Linked DNA regions of Mus musculus: regions 1 and 2 are each linked to region 3. A link is a contact called in public Hi-C and HiChIP or PLAC-seq data. All regions are on one chromosome and are shown on one strand. Each heading gives the region's core, a stretch centred on a gene start, on an enhancer-like site or on the middle of the called end of the contact. The rest is flanking DNA. Distances are from core to core; before and after follow the strand shown.

Region 1 (3,961 bases), core at 1,155-3,654, 100 kb before region 3:
GGCTGTATGCTATGAACCCAGGTGATGGTGTGCACATTTCTGATGTTCCTACCTCCACCTTCCAAGTACTGACATTACAGGTCTGTCTCACCACGCCATTTTTATGGGGCTCAAACACAAAGCTTTGCACATGCTAGGCAAGCACTCTGCCAACTCCACTACATCCCCAGCTCGGGATTCAGTTCTAGCCCTATTTAAATTTGTAAAATTGCAAGTCTCTCACTGTGTTGCCCAAGCTGGTCTCAAACTCGAATTCCTCCTGTCTCAGCACCTAGAGTGCTGGAACAATATAGGCTTGTACCACTATACCCATCTTGATTCATCACTGTTACTTAGCCACCACTGCCATTGTCAGCTGCAGGCCAGGGATGATGGGTCCTGTGCATACTAAGTATGATGAGCAGTATCCTTGGGTTCTACGTAGAGATGTCCCTCTGTCACTGTGACAAAGCAATTCGCACATATATCCATGATCCCTGGATCCAGTCACTGATCTAATCTGCCCTAGCACTATCCATTACTCAGTGATACATGGGCAATTACTATGTTGGGGTCAGAAAAGGACTCCTACCTGCTTCTAGGATACAGGGCCTGCTTTTACCCCACCCATCCTGAGGTTTCTCTGATGGCCCACCCTGTTACAGAGTTTTAAGGCTTTTTGTGAGTAAGACCAAGAGATCAATCAGGTCTTTCCACATGGCAAAACCTCATCACTACAGCTGCCTTTGTTGCGCAGAAGAGGAAACTGAAACTAGAAATTGGGGATACAAGGTGCCCAGTGACCAAGGAGAAACTTGCTCTTGGGCTTCTAATCACCCAGGTACAGTGGTCCTGTTGTCAATTCTGCTCTGGAAGAAGCAGAGATGGGGCACCACAGCACTCAGCCAGACTCTCCAATGCTTAGACTCAGGCAGAGGCTGCTATGTTTGTAAGTCCAGCCTCGCATTGGTCTAGGAATAGAGCCTGGGCCATAGAGTGGCTGGCACATGGGAAGACCAGGTAAGTCAGTAGGGTGATTAGCCACTAATCCCTCAAACCAAGCTCGCCTGCTATAGGAACCAGCTGGTGGCAGGAACAGGAATCAGCCCCAGCAGGCCTAACCCTCTACATGTCACTGTAGGCCTTTTTTTTTCTTTTTCCTTTCCTTTTCTTTTTTCCAGTGGTGCTGGGAATAGAACCCATGCAGGACAAATACTGAGTCACCCCCTGATTTGGCACTTAAGATGTCTCAGCTACACCAGAGTTGTCTTCCTCACTACATCTACAGCTGTGTGCCAGGCATGGATGTAAACGCAGGTAGCATAGCCCATTCAGGCAATTCAGCCCAAGGCAGGCACCAACCCTTCCTTCCCGCTTCTCTAAGGCTATACTGACAGTACCAAATCCCTTTGACAGAAAACTGAGGCCAGAGAAGTTTAATGTCAATCTCTTCCCAGCAGCCCACCTTTCCAGCAATCCACCTTCCTAACTTCCTCAGCACATACCCAGAACTGACTTCTGCCCTAGACTACTTCCTCAAAGGCGGAGACTAGGGGCAAGCTTCCTTTCTTTCTTGAACTGAAAGAATTGCTTGAGAAGTTACACGTTTGTCTACTGTGCCTCCAGAATTTTACACAGTGCGAAACAAAGACACTCAATACTGACTGGGTGAACCAGGCACAGGAAGCATTAGATAATACAGTCATTCTGATAAATGGTCTCAGTGTCAAGGCACTGACCTCTATGGCACCATGGCAGCATCTACAGTTCCCAGATATGTCACATTCAAGGGGCCCTAGTAACAATGGACCTACACTCTGTATGGGAGCTGCAGAAGGTGCTTTAGACGTCACTGGGCCTGAAAGAAACACAGCAGAAGCTCGTGAAACAACGTCAGCTTGAACAGGAACTGGAAGAAGACACAGGAGGATGTGGCAGCAATTACATTGACTCATGTATGCATGGAGTCGGTATGGCTGCAGGGCAGAAGACAGCGTGGCTGGGTGGGATGGCCAAGGGCCGACATTAGGAGAGCCCAGGACCTCCCTTTTCTCCTGTACTCTGAAGTCTTGATCTGAGAATTTGATTGTTTTAGCAGCTCTTTACTGGGCAGATAAAACTTGACCCCAGAACCCAGTGCCCTATCCCAGCTCTTCCCTCAGGGAGCACTGAAGACTGTTGAAGATCTGCCCTGCAACTGAGGCTCAGAAACACACCCTGCAGACACGATTCACGTGGAGTCAACAGGGTCTAGATGGTGCTGAGTCTTATGGTAGGGGATCCCTAACCGCACTGCTCTAAGGCAAACTGATGGTTTCAGTGAGGGGCAACAATGGCAGTATACATGTGCCTAGGGCATGGTCTTGAGGTGTGGTACACACAGTTCACTTCTCCCTCTTGAGGGTATTCTTCACTCCTCATACTCACCTAGACCAACTCAGACCAAGCCAGCGCCCAGTCTCACTTCCTCACTCTCCAGACCTTAGAGCACTGGGGAGGAAGACATGAAGAAAACATCCTTTGAGCAGCGTGCTCTTTGCTTCCTTTCTATTCTGGTTGTGGCTAAGCACATAGCTGACTTTGAAAATGGAATGTGAGGGGGACACAAGTGTCCCCTCCAGTTTTGGAAATGGAAGAGAGGCTGGTTGTCATCCACATTCTCTGATCCTCCACTATGAGACCCTGTGGGGTAATGGGCTATGCACAGTCTGGTCTCCAGTCGAGCTGAGGTTGTGAACCCCGGTAGAACCTGATGGGTGATAATTCACCTACATGGGACGGTAGGCGTTCCCTCATGTCTCCTGAACCCCTGGCTCCAGTCAAAGTTACTACCTCCATAGCCTCCACATGAGAAGCATGTGGCTAGTAGTCACATAGACTTCTGACCTTCAGGCTAGACTCCTTCCAGTTACCTAGCAACAGCAAGATAATACAAGCCCACTATAAGAGGGGCTACTTGGCCCCTCCTCACTCTCTTACTCTCTCTCCCTCTTACTCTAGCCTTTCTTCTCTCTCTCCTTTTCCCCTTTCTCTCCTCTTGGCCATGGCCAGCCAGTCTCTCTCTCTCTCTCTCTCTCTCTCTCTCTCTCTCTCTCTCTCTCTCTCTCTCTCTCTCTCTCTCTCTCTCTCTCTCCCCTCCTCTCCTTTCTCCCTGCCTTTCTACAATAAAGCTCTAAAACCATAGACTGTCTCTGTTCACCAAGGCCCGCTGTGCTTGGAGGATGGGATAGGCTTTCTCCTAACGAGCCATGCCTAGTCTTCCATCAGACCTTCCTGTGCTCCAGCCACAGACCAGACTTAGGACTCTCGCCTGCGTGGGAACCTCTCTCCCTCTGCCCTCTCTCCTGTAACTCTGGGGCTGAGGCTGTCGCCCCAGGGTCCCTGGTATTGGGGGCTGCCACTTGTCCACCACCACCCCACCCCCATCGAGTGGGGTCCAGTGGCTTCACACAACCAGATGCCCACCTGGGGCCGAGTGGAAAGCGTCCAGCAGGATGTGGGCTCTCTCCCTCTCCACTCCTTCCCCTACACCCCTGGCCCACAAGACCCAGTGGCAAGGACATGATGAATTTGGTTTTTACTCTGGAGAGAGGAGCCCAACTCTTTGGAGACTATCAAGCCTGTGTCCACTTTGTGTGCACCTGTAGCCCAGGGGCTGCTTGTTATTTTTTCTCTACCTTTAAAAAATATTTTTAGTGTATGGGTATTTTTCTGCATACAAGTCTGTGCCCAATGTTCAGCCTGATGCTAGCAGAGGCCACAAGAAACTAGAGGTACAGATGTTTGTGAATTGTGAGCTGCCATGTAGGTGCTTGGAATTTAACCCATGTCTTCTGGAAGAACAGCTAGTGCTCTAACCACTGAGTCATCTCTTCAGTCTATCTTTCTTTTTAGATTCATTTTGTTTTGTGTATTGTGTAAGTTTGTGTTTATATGCACATGAGTGCAGGTGACCTTAGAGGCCGGAAACTCAAGTTACAGA
Region 2 (4,110 bases), core at 1,260-3,759, 120 kb after region 3:
TTCCTGCCTTTGAGCTGCTTTGCTCAGCTTGGGGATTCTCTGACCTCCTGCACTACTATATGTCCTTGACATAGTTCATTACAGATGTAGCACGAAAGGCTTCTTGTTACTCTGGGAAGCCACAGAGGTGTACTGGGGTCAGTGCACTGGTACATGTCCTGCTTACAAGTGTGACTACAGCCCTCAGCCATTTTCTTGCCCGTTTGACTCCTGTCTTAGTGTTCTATTGCTGTGAAAAGACAGTATGCCAAGGCAACTCTTATAAAACAAGGCATTTTGGGGCTGGGAGATGGCTCAGCAGTTAAAAGCACTGACTGTTCTCCCAGAGGACCCAGGTTCAAATCCCAGCATCCACATAGCAACTTATAACTGTCTGTAACTCTGAGATCTGACATCCTCACACATACAAACAGGCAAAACACCAGTGGACATAAAATAATACAAAATAAATTTAAAAATAAAGCAAAGCATTTGATGGGGGTCTGGCTTATAGTTTCAGAGGGTTAGCTCATGATCATGGTCATCATGGTGGGAGACAAGCAGGCATGACATTGGAGTAGTAGCTGAGAGCTTTATATCCTGATCTGCAGGCAGAGAGAGGCCCTCAGAGAAACCTCAAATCTCATCCATTGTGACACACCGCCTCCAACAAGGCTATATCACCTCCAGTAAGGCCACACCCACTCTAAAAGGCCTCACCTCCTAATCCTTCTCAAACAGTTCTACTAACTGGGGACTAAGCATTCAAATATATGAGCCTATGGGGGGCCATTTTCATTAAAACCACCACAACTCCCATACTCTGCCATTAGTGATGTAGAAGCAAGAAACAGTGGCCCTTGTTGGCTTATGTTTCCAGGGCCTGGTGCACAGCAGAACTTACCTGTGATGGTATAAGCCTAGTGTGGTAGCAGTGTCTGAAATCCCAGCTCCCAGTAGGTAAAAGCAGGATGATTGTGAATTTGAGGTCAGAGCTACATAATTGTTTCAAAAACAAACAAAAAGAAGGAAGTACAAAATTATTGTGTTTTTTAAAATGTCTCTATCTATCTATCTATCTATCTATCTATCATCTATCATCTACCTATCTATTGCATGAGTGCTCTGTTGCGTGCACACAACTGTTGTAGCAGGTGTCAGCACTTTTCCCTTTTCATGGCTAAATAGTATCTCGATGAATGGGCATACAGAATTTTTAAATCCAATCATCAGTTGATGGACATTTCCTTTCCTTCTTCTTTGAGGTGAATGTGAATATAATGCTACACAGTCCTTTGTATATGTTTTTACCAACTTGGAAAAGAAAACAATACTGTATGTTATATATATACTTAAAAAATATATTGAAAAGCTAACAAGTTAAATAATGATCATGGGGAGGTTAATTGCTATAATACAGAGAATCTTTGGTCTAAAGGAGCCAGGGAGAGCATGAAGCCCTTATAGATATAGGGAAAGACATGCCTTTTTCAACATTCTTTCTTCAATCTTCAGGCAAATTGTTTTTGTGAAAATATAAATCTCCCAAGAATCTCCCATAGAGTTAGACAGTGTGCAACTGTTACCACTATCCAGAGCAGCACTACAGGCAAGGTGTGCAGTAAATAGACCCCTGTTGCAGCTATCAGACTGTGGAATCAGAGACAGTATCACCAAGGTACTGGCTCTCAGATAATATAACAAATACTGAAAGAAAAACTTATATGTGAAAGTCCTCAGCAGTACAAGTCACCATAGCTCTAATGTAGCAACAACCCAAATGTCTATCCATGGATGAATAAAATGTGGTCTATGATACAATGGAATATTTCTTTACTGTGATCAGGAAAAAAAGCAGTAATATATATTACAATTCAGATAACCCTCCCAAACATGATACATGTGCTGTGTGTCTCTCTCTACCTGTGTGAAATACCCAGGACATATAAACGTGCACACAGATGCAGACAGGGCACACAGTTGCCAAGGGTTAGTGGGAATGGCTGGTAGACAGGGATGGCCTAATGGGTATAGGGTTTTATTTGGGAGTGACAGAATATTCTGGAACTAAATAGAGATGGTGCTCATGTGATGTGAATATCCTAAGTGAGTTGGCTCATGTGATGTTAATTTCACAGCCATGAATATGGACCTGAATAGACAAGGAGGTGTGTGCTGGGAAAGAAGGCCTTGTTCTTTTTTTTTAAAAAAATGACAAATTACATGTATTGGTTTTGTATATGTGCACTGGCATGTGCACACATGTGGAGGTCAAAGTATAGTTTGTGGGAGTCAGTTCTCTCCCCCACCATGTGGATCCCAAAGTTACAGAGATCTTCAGATCTGATCACATGGCCTTTTATCCACAAAACCTGGCTCATCCCCTGGCTCTCTCCAAGACTGGGCTCAGTGAGGAAACAGAAAGTCCCAGGCATGGAAAGTTTAGGCAAACTCCCTGGGGTCAGGCTGACAGCTGACTGCCCAGAGTTGTGCTTCCCACGCTTGTGTTTCCGATGGGAACATCCCAGGCCAGGGAGCTGCTGATGGCCCTCAGCACAGAGCCTGCTCCTCCTCCTTGGAGGCCTGGGAGCCTCTGACCCTATAAATCTCTGTTGCTCAGGGGCCAGCTCTTGCCAGCTGCTGAGAAAGCCTGGCTCCCTCCCCAGGTCAGATGGAAGAGCAGAGCCCATGATCTGCCAGTGTCCAAGCTTTTTTTTTTTTTTTTTTTTTTTAATTATGGAGGCCAGGGCTGGGGATACAGCTCAGAGAGCAGAGTGCCTGCCTAACAGGCATGAGACCTCCGTCCCCAGTGCTGCATAAACAGTGAGTGCTGGAGACCTGGAATCATAGAACTGAGAAGGTAAAGGGCAAAGCGATCAGACATTCAGAGGAATCCTAGCCTATATAGTGAGTTCTAGGTTAATCTGGGCTATAGAGACCCCGTCAGTTCCTGTCAGGGCTGCAGAGAAAGTTTTGTCACCTGGGTTCTAGTGTCACAGGGCACTTGTTTCTCCAACCCTTTAGTTAGTGTATATTGGGCTTCTCTCTCTTTCTCTCTCTCTCTTTCTCTCTTTCTCTCTTCCTCTCTTCCTCTCTTCCTCTCTTTCTCTCTTCCTCTCTTTCTCTCTTCCTCTCTCTCTCTTTCTCTCTCTTTCCCTCTCTCTCTTTCTCTCTCTTTCCCTCTCTCTCTTTCTCTCTCTTTCTCTCTTTCCTCTTTTTCTCTTTCTCTCTTTCTCTATCTCCCTTCCTTCTTTTCTTTTCTCTTCTTTCTTTCTTTCTTTCTTTCTTTCTCTCTTTCTCTCTTTCTCTCTCTCTTTCTCTCTTTCTCTCTTTCTCTCCCTTCCTTCTTTTCCTTCCTTCCTTTCTTTCTTTCTTTCTTTCTTTCTTTCTTTCTTTCTTTCTTTCTTCCATCCTTCCTTTTTTCTTCCTTCCTTCCTTCCTTCCTTCCTTCCTTCCTTCCTTCCTCTTTTTTCTTTCTTCCTTTCTTTCAAGATAGGGTCTCACTATGTAGCCCTGGCTACTTACTATATAGCCAAGGATGACCTTGAATTCCTGATTTCCTGATTCCATTATCCATCTATCCATCCTCCTGTCTATCCTCTGATCTGTCCATCTATCCTATGATATATTAAAAACAGATAACAGTGCTCCCAAATATGTGCTGGGCACTGAAGGTACAGTATCCTGTGGTGAATTGAGGCTGAAGGCATGGAACTCAGAATAGACGGCACTACCTTTGGCACTCTGGTATCTCTGCTCTTGTCTGGTGATTGGAATGTTGGTCACTGTTCCCATATTCCTCAGAGATTTCTGGCTGGCCCTCTGGAGCACTTTCTGAGTAGAAAGCTGTCAATGACACCTGCTTGATCTTTGATCTCATGATGTCCTCTGTATGGGGTGGGGAGATGTCTCTGGTACCATCAGGTACTGAATTGTCACCTTCCAGAGAGAAAGAGCCTACCTAGGAACTTGCAGCTTGTGGAAACAGTGTCATGGGTCAAAGGAGGTTGAATGACAGACACCAAGGGCCTGGAAGGAAGCAAGAGAGGCCTCTGTTCTACTCTATCTCAGACCAAGTAGAAATTCTAAGTCAGACGATCCAGTCAACCTAGCTCTGAGCATATCCTTAAC
Region 3 (4,096 bases), core at 475-2,974:
CAATGCACTCCCTTGGAAACTGCTTCTTTTATTTTTGTTTTTTCTCGTGTGTATGGGGTGGGACACTTGGGTGGATACATACGATACAACGTGTATGTATAAGGCAGGGGACAATAGGAGTCAGTTCTCTCCTTCCACAATATGGGTCCCAGAGATTAAACCGAGACTCTTAGGTTAGAGGCAAGCACCTTTACCCCCTAAGCCATCTCAGCCACCTATACCTGCTTCTTAAGCTAAAGAAAATGTGGAAGATGTGGCCCTCAGCCTCACCAAACTTCACTTAGTTCCTCTGCCTCACGCTGACAAAGGGGGGAAACCAAGATACACACTTGACTCTGCGATAGGCACCTAGAGAAAGTAAACCAAGACAAGCTGGACCGCATGCCACTTCCCTGAGGCCACAGGAAAGAGACATGCAGATACAACAACTGACAGGAACTCAGGGACCCCGAGGAGCTGACTGTCTCCTTACTTCCTCTTTAGAGGTCAGAACAAGCTTCAGGAAGGCAGACACTAAGGTCTACCTAAGTGGAAATGGGAAAATGGCAATCCAAAACGTGCCTATGGAGGGCCTGGGGAATCACCTAGTGACAGGCCTGACTTCAGGGACAGCGCAAATGATAGAAAAGGAACCTTCCCGTCAGGAAAAGCTAAACCTGTTCTGGACCATGCTGTATGTGATCCACACACAAGCCTTCAAGGTAAGTGCTGTTTTCATTGCCCACAGTGGAAACTTAGGCAGATTATAAAAGCCTGGCTCACACCAAGGAAAGTGATCCCAGCCAATTCAGTAGCCTGTGAAAACTTATCATTCTCCATTGTGGTTCATGTAACAGTGTGGTGTGGATAGCCCCAAGAAGAGGAGGCACTCAAATGGCTCTCCCCAAGACAAGACACATGCATTAATAAGGTATTAGCTCACTTAATTTCATAGCTCAGTAATGAGCCATTACTATGTTGTACATGAGAACACTTACAGACAGGTGACAGACAGGTAAAGTTGCTAATCCAAGTCACTTGTTGGGATTACAAGCATGTGCCACCAGCTTATGCAGGGCTGGGGATCAAACCCAGGCCTGGATGTAATCTAAGTCAAATCCTCACCCTTTCAGATTTCAGTATCTCAGCTACTGGTCTCTATCCACCAACGCTCCAGGCCACATCTCCCTGTTGCTCTCTGCCCCTGGGATGCAGGTCACAACTTTGGGGATATCTCTTCTTTCATCCAACTACACCATTCAGAGGGAGGCTTTCTTCTCTATCTCGAGTCAAGAAAGAGGCACAGCACTCCACACTGAGCACGGAATGCTGTCTATCATCCTAACTACTGGAAAAGCTGAGATGAGAGGACCACAGGTTCAAGTCTTCTGCAGGCTACAAATTGAGTTCAAGCCTAGGTTGAGTAACTTAGTGAGACCCTGTCTTAAAAGAACAGAAAAGAGCCCTTTTGTGGGGATGTAACTCAGTGGTGTTAGAATACTTGCCCCAGCACTGCACAAAAAGAAGGAAGGAAAAGAAAAAAGAAAAAGGAAAAATGAGGGAAAAAATGAGAAAGAATCGTTGCCTCTTGGAAGACAGAACTCCACATGCCCCGCCTCTGCACTGTTACTCCCTGACACTCAATTACCTTTAATGGTAAGGCTGAGTGTAACTGCCAAGGTAGCTGCCTGGCCAGATCAGGGACTTGCCAGCAGCTGCAGTCTGTCTCCAGTGCCAGCTGTCTTCTTGTCTACACCAGCCATATGCCTGGGCCAACTTGTTTATGCCAAGCCCAGGCTGAGAGGCAGCAACAAGCTCTCCCATCACCCAGCCACCAGTCACTCACAGCCTGTGACTCCTACCAGGCCCCAAGAAAGAAGTGTTCTCCAAAGCTGCTGCTCCTGCCACATGGATACTAGGGTAAGGCTGGTTGGTCTGCATTGGATTTAGGTAGAGAGATCTGCTTCCACCTGAGCTTCAAAAGGAGCTACAGATACAAGTCCAGTGCAGAGGTAACTGAATGAAAAAAGAAAAGAAAAAGGAAAGAAAAGGACATGACTGCTCCTCGATATGGTAGAGGAGAGAAAGTTTGTTAAAGATATGTGGGAGACATAGCCAGAGGCAGACATGTGTAGGAGAGTCCAGAGTGGACATGTCCCTAGACCATGCTGGCAGATGGGGAAGGGAGAAAAGAAAAGAATGGAGAGAGGAGAATGAGTACAGCAGCCAAGAGGCCAAAGGGACAAAGACAGGGGCAGGTAACCCAAATGTCTGGACTACATAGGGAAGAGTCTCTGAGGGAAGGGCAGCCCAGACTCTGGGCTAGAGAGTTTAGGGTAGGGGGTGAGGCATGCCAGCCAAACCCCTGTAACAAGGAGGAACTGGGGGATGCTGGGAAACCTGGAGGCCTGGTCCACTTTGAAATGTTAAGTAAGCACCTCAGCCTTTGTCTGGGGTTTGAAACTTGACAATGACACCCATGCTCACTTTGTCCCAGGCATCAGGCCTGCCTCCCCCTACAGCCAAGCACCCTAGAGGCCCTAGACAGACTACCCAGACAACCTGAAATGTCTCAGACAGCCTGGTCGGGGTCTACCTGAAGCCAGGAAAGACACAGCTGGGTTCTGGCCTGATTCTGCCACAGCTTAGATGAGCCCAAGACAATCACCACACCAAAAATCCCCCTATACGGTCTCTACTGCCCCTTACTGTCCACCCACCTTATCACCACAGAATGGAGTCTGCCTAGAACACCTACTATGTGCTAGGTACTACACTGCACTGAGAAGGCTGTTAGTGCCTCTTTCTTTTCCTATAAGGTACACAGCATGAACCTGCTACACAAGCATCAAGACCTGAGATCCCTCAACAAGCCTGGTACATCAGCCTACATCTCAAATCCCAGTGCTGGCAAGGTGGATAGAGACAAATCCCTGCAGATCCTCCCAGAAGCCAGTATAGGTGAATCTATGAGCTCAGAGATAGACCCTGTCTCAAAAAGCAAGGTAGGGGACAGTAAAAGAAGACACCCAATGTCAACCTCTGGCATCCTCATATATACATCCCCACAGGCATGTAGATCTGAGTACACACAAAAATATGTAGCATGACCCAATTTACATATAAGGAAACAGAAGTTTCCATAAATCTAGCAGCTCGCCCACTCTATGTGCTGGGAAGTAACAAGTTTTCAAATCCACCTACTCCTGGCATTGATTCCAGCCATATATCTCCAGATTTCTTTGGGGCCACACCTTCCTTCCAACTGGACCCTCAAGAAATAAAAGGCCTGACCTCAAGGGAGCCTTTTCTCCATTCCTTCCTCCTACCAAGAATACTGCTACCCAGAGCCAGATCAGCTCTGTCCCCAGCATTGAACATGAAGTACCCCACCAGAGATCATGCATGAATCATGTGTGAGGCCAAAGAAAACAGGAAAGACTAGTTGAATTACAGCTGCAATACCCGATATACTGATATGGAACACATCCTATGTTAAGAAATCAATGAGCCAGGCGTGGTGGCAAACGCCTTTAATCCCAGCACTCGGGAGGCAGAGGCAGGCGGATTTCTGAGTTCTAGGCCAGCCTGGTCTACAAAGTGAGTTCCAGGACAGCCAGGGCTATACAGAGAAACCCTGTCTCGAAAAACCAAAAAAAAAAAAAGAAAGAAAGAAAGAAAGAAAGAAAGAAAGAAAGAAAGAAAGAAAGAAATCAATGAAGCCTTATGAAAGCTCTGAAAGATGTGCAAACCTAACTATAACCACAAGGTCACCTTCCCAGACACATACACACACACACACACACACACACACACTCACACTCACACACACTCACACTCACACTCACTACTTGCATGTCGGCTACTGGTCCCCAGCCTTCTTCTCCTACAAAGCTGGTCAGAGGGACCAGATAGGAGAGAAGTTGTCACTGTTTATGCCATTTTTCATCTATTTTGTTTTGTCTGTACTGCCTCTGTAATGCTAGACAAATATTCTACCACTTAGCTAAGTTACCTGTCCTCATCTATCTGTTGGGTTTTGTTTAAGGGAGAGGTATGTGTTGTCTTTGTCTTTGTTTTGTGTGTTTTGTTTTGAGATGAAACCTCAAGAATCCCA

Evidence for each region. A called contact is a pair of places that touch in the nucleus more often than the background predicts. HiChIP or PLAC-seq counts read pairs in DNA pulled down with a chosen protein or histone mark.
Region 1: a contact with region 3 is called in an H3K27ac HiChIP or PLAC-seq map of the HPC-7 cell line, with 5 times the contacts expected there. The contact joins two enhancer-like sites. A contact is called at or near these places in 10 of 39 promoter capture datasets (the 3T3-L1 cell line, 3T3-L1-derived adipocytes, the C10 cell line and 8 more), 3 of 484 Hi-C or Micro-C datasets (the STO cell line, embryonic fibroblasts and olfactory sensory neurons), 7 of 115 datasets of contacts at active chromatin or transcription factors (CD8 T cells, the HPC-7 cell line, the NIH/3T3 cell line and 3 more) and 3 of 9 other capture datasets (adipose tissue, embryonic stem cells and pancreatic islet).
Region 2: a contact with region 3 is called in a Hi-C map of uterus. The contact joins two enhancer-like sites. A contact is called at or near these places in 14 of 39 promoter capture datasets (the 3T3-L1 cell line, 3T3-L1-derived adipocytes, the HPC-7 cell line and 8 more), 1 of 484 Hi-C or Micro-C datasets (uterus), 2 of 115 datasets of contacts at active chromatin or transcription factors (SST interneurons and embryonic stem cells) and 2 of 9 other capture datasets (adipose tissue and embryonic stem cells).

Annotation. Positions count from the first base shown.
Region 1 is chr16:14,475,639-14,479,599 of GRCm38.p6, reverse strand. No RefSeq gene overlaps it. Among named protein-coding and RNA genes, the nearest start is that of A630010A05Rik, 85 kb to the left of the region's middle. Within about 2 kb of position 2,404, at least 31 of the 459 cell types and tissues checked have an H3K27ac peak or open chromatin away from gene starts, as enhancers often do. A contact at or near this core is called in the HPC-7 cell line and bone marrow-derived macrophages, where this site is marked.
Region 2 is chr16:14,257,475-14,261,584 of GRCm38.p6, reverse strand. All of the region lies in intron 3 of Myh11 (myosin, heavy polypeptide 11, smooth muscle), which reads left to right. Among named protein-coding and RNA genes, the nearest start is that of Myh11, 32 kb to the left of the region's middle. Within about 2 kb of position 2,509, at least 17 of the 459 cell types and tissues checked have an H3K27ac peak or open chromatin away from gene starts, as enhancers often do. A contact at or near this core is called in uterus, where this site is marked.
Region 3 is chr16:14,375,164-14,379,259 of GRCm38.p6, reverse strand. The region is part of intron 1 of Abcc1 (ATP-binding cassette, sub-family C (CFTR/MRP), member 1); the gene reads right to left. Among named protein-coding and RNA genes, the nearest start is that of Abcc1, 16 kb to the right of the region's middle. Within about 2 kb of position 1,724, at least 126 of the 459 cell types and tissues checked have an H3K27ac peak or open chromatin away from gene starts, as enhancers often do. A contact at or near this core is called in the HPC-7 cell line, bone marrow-derived macrophages and uterus, where this site is marked.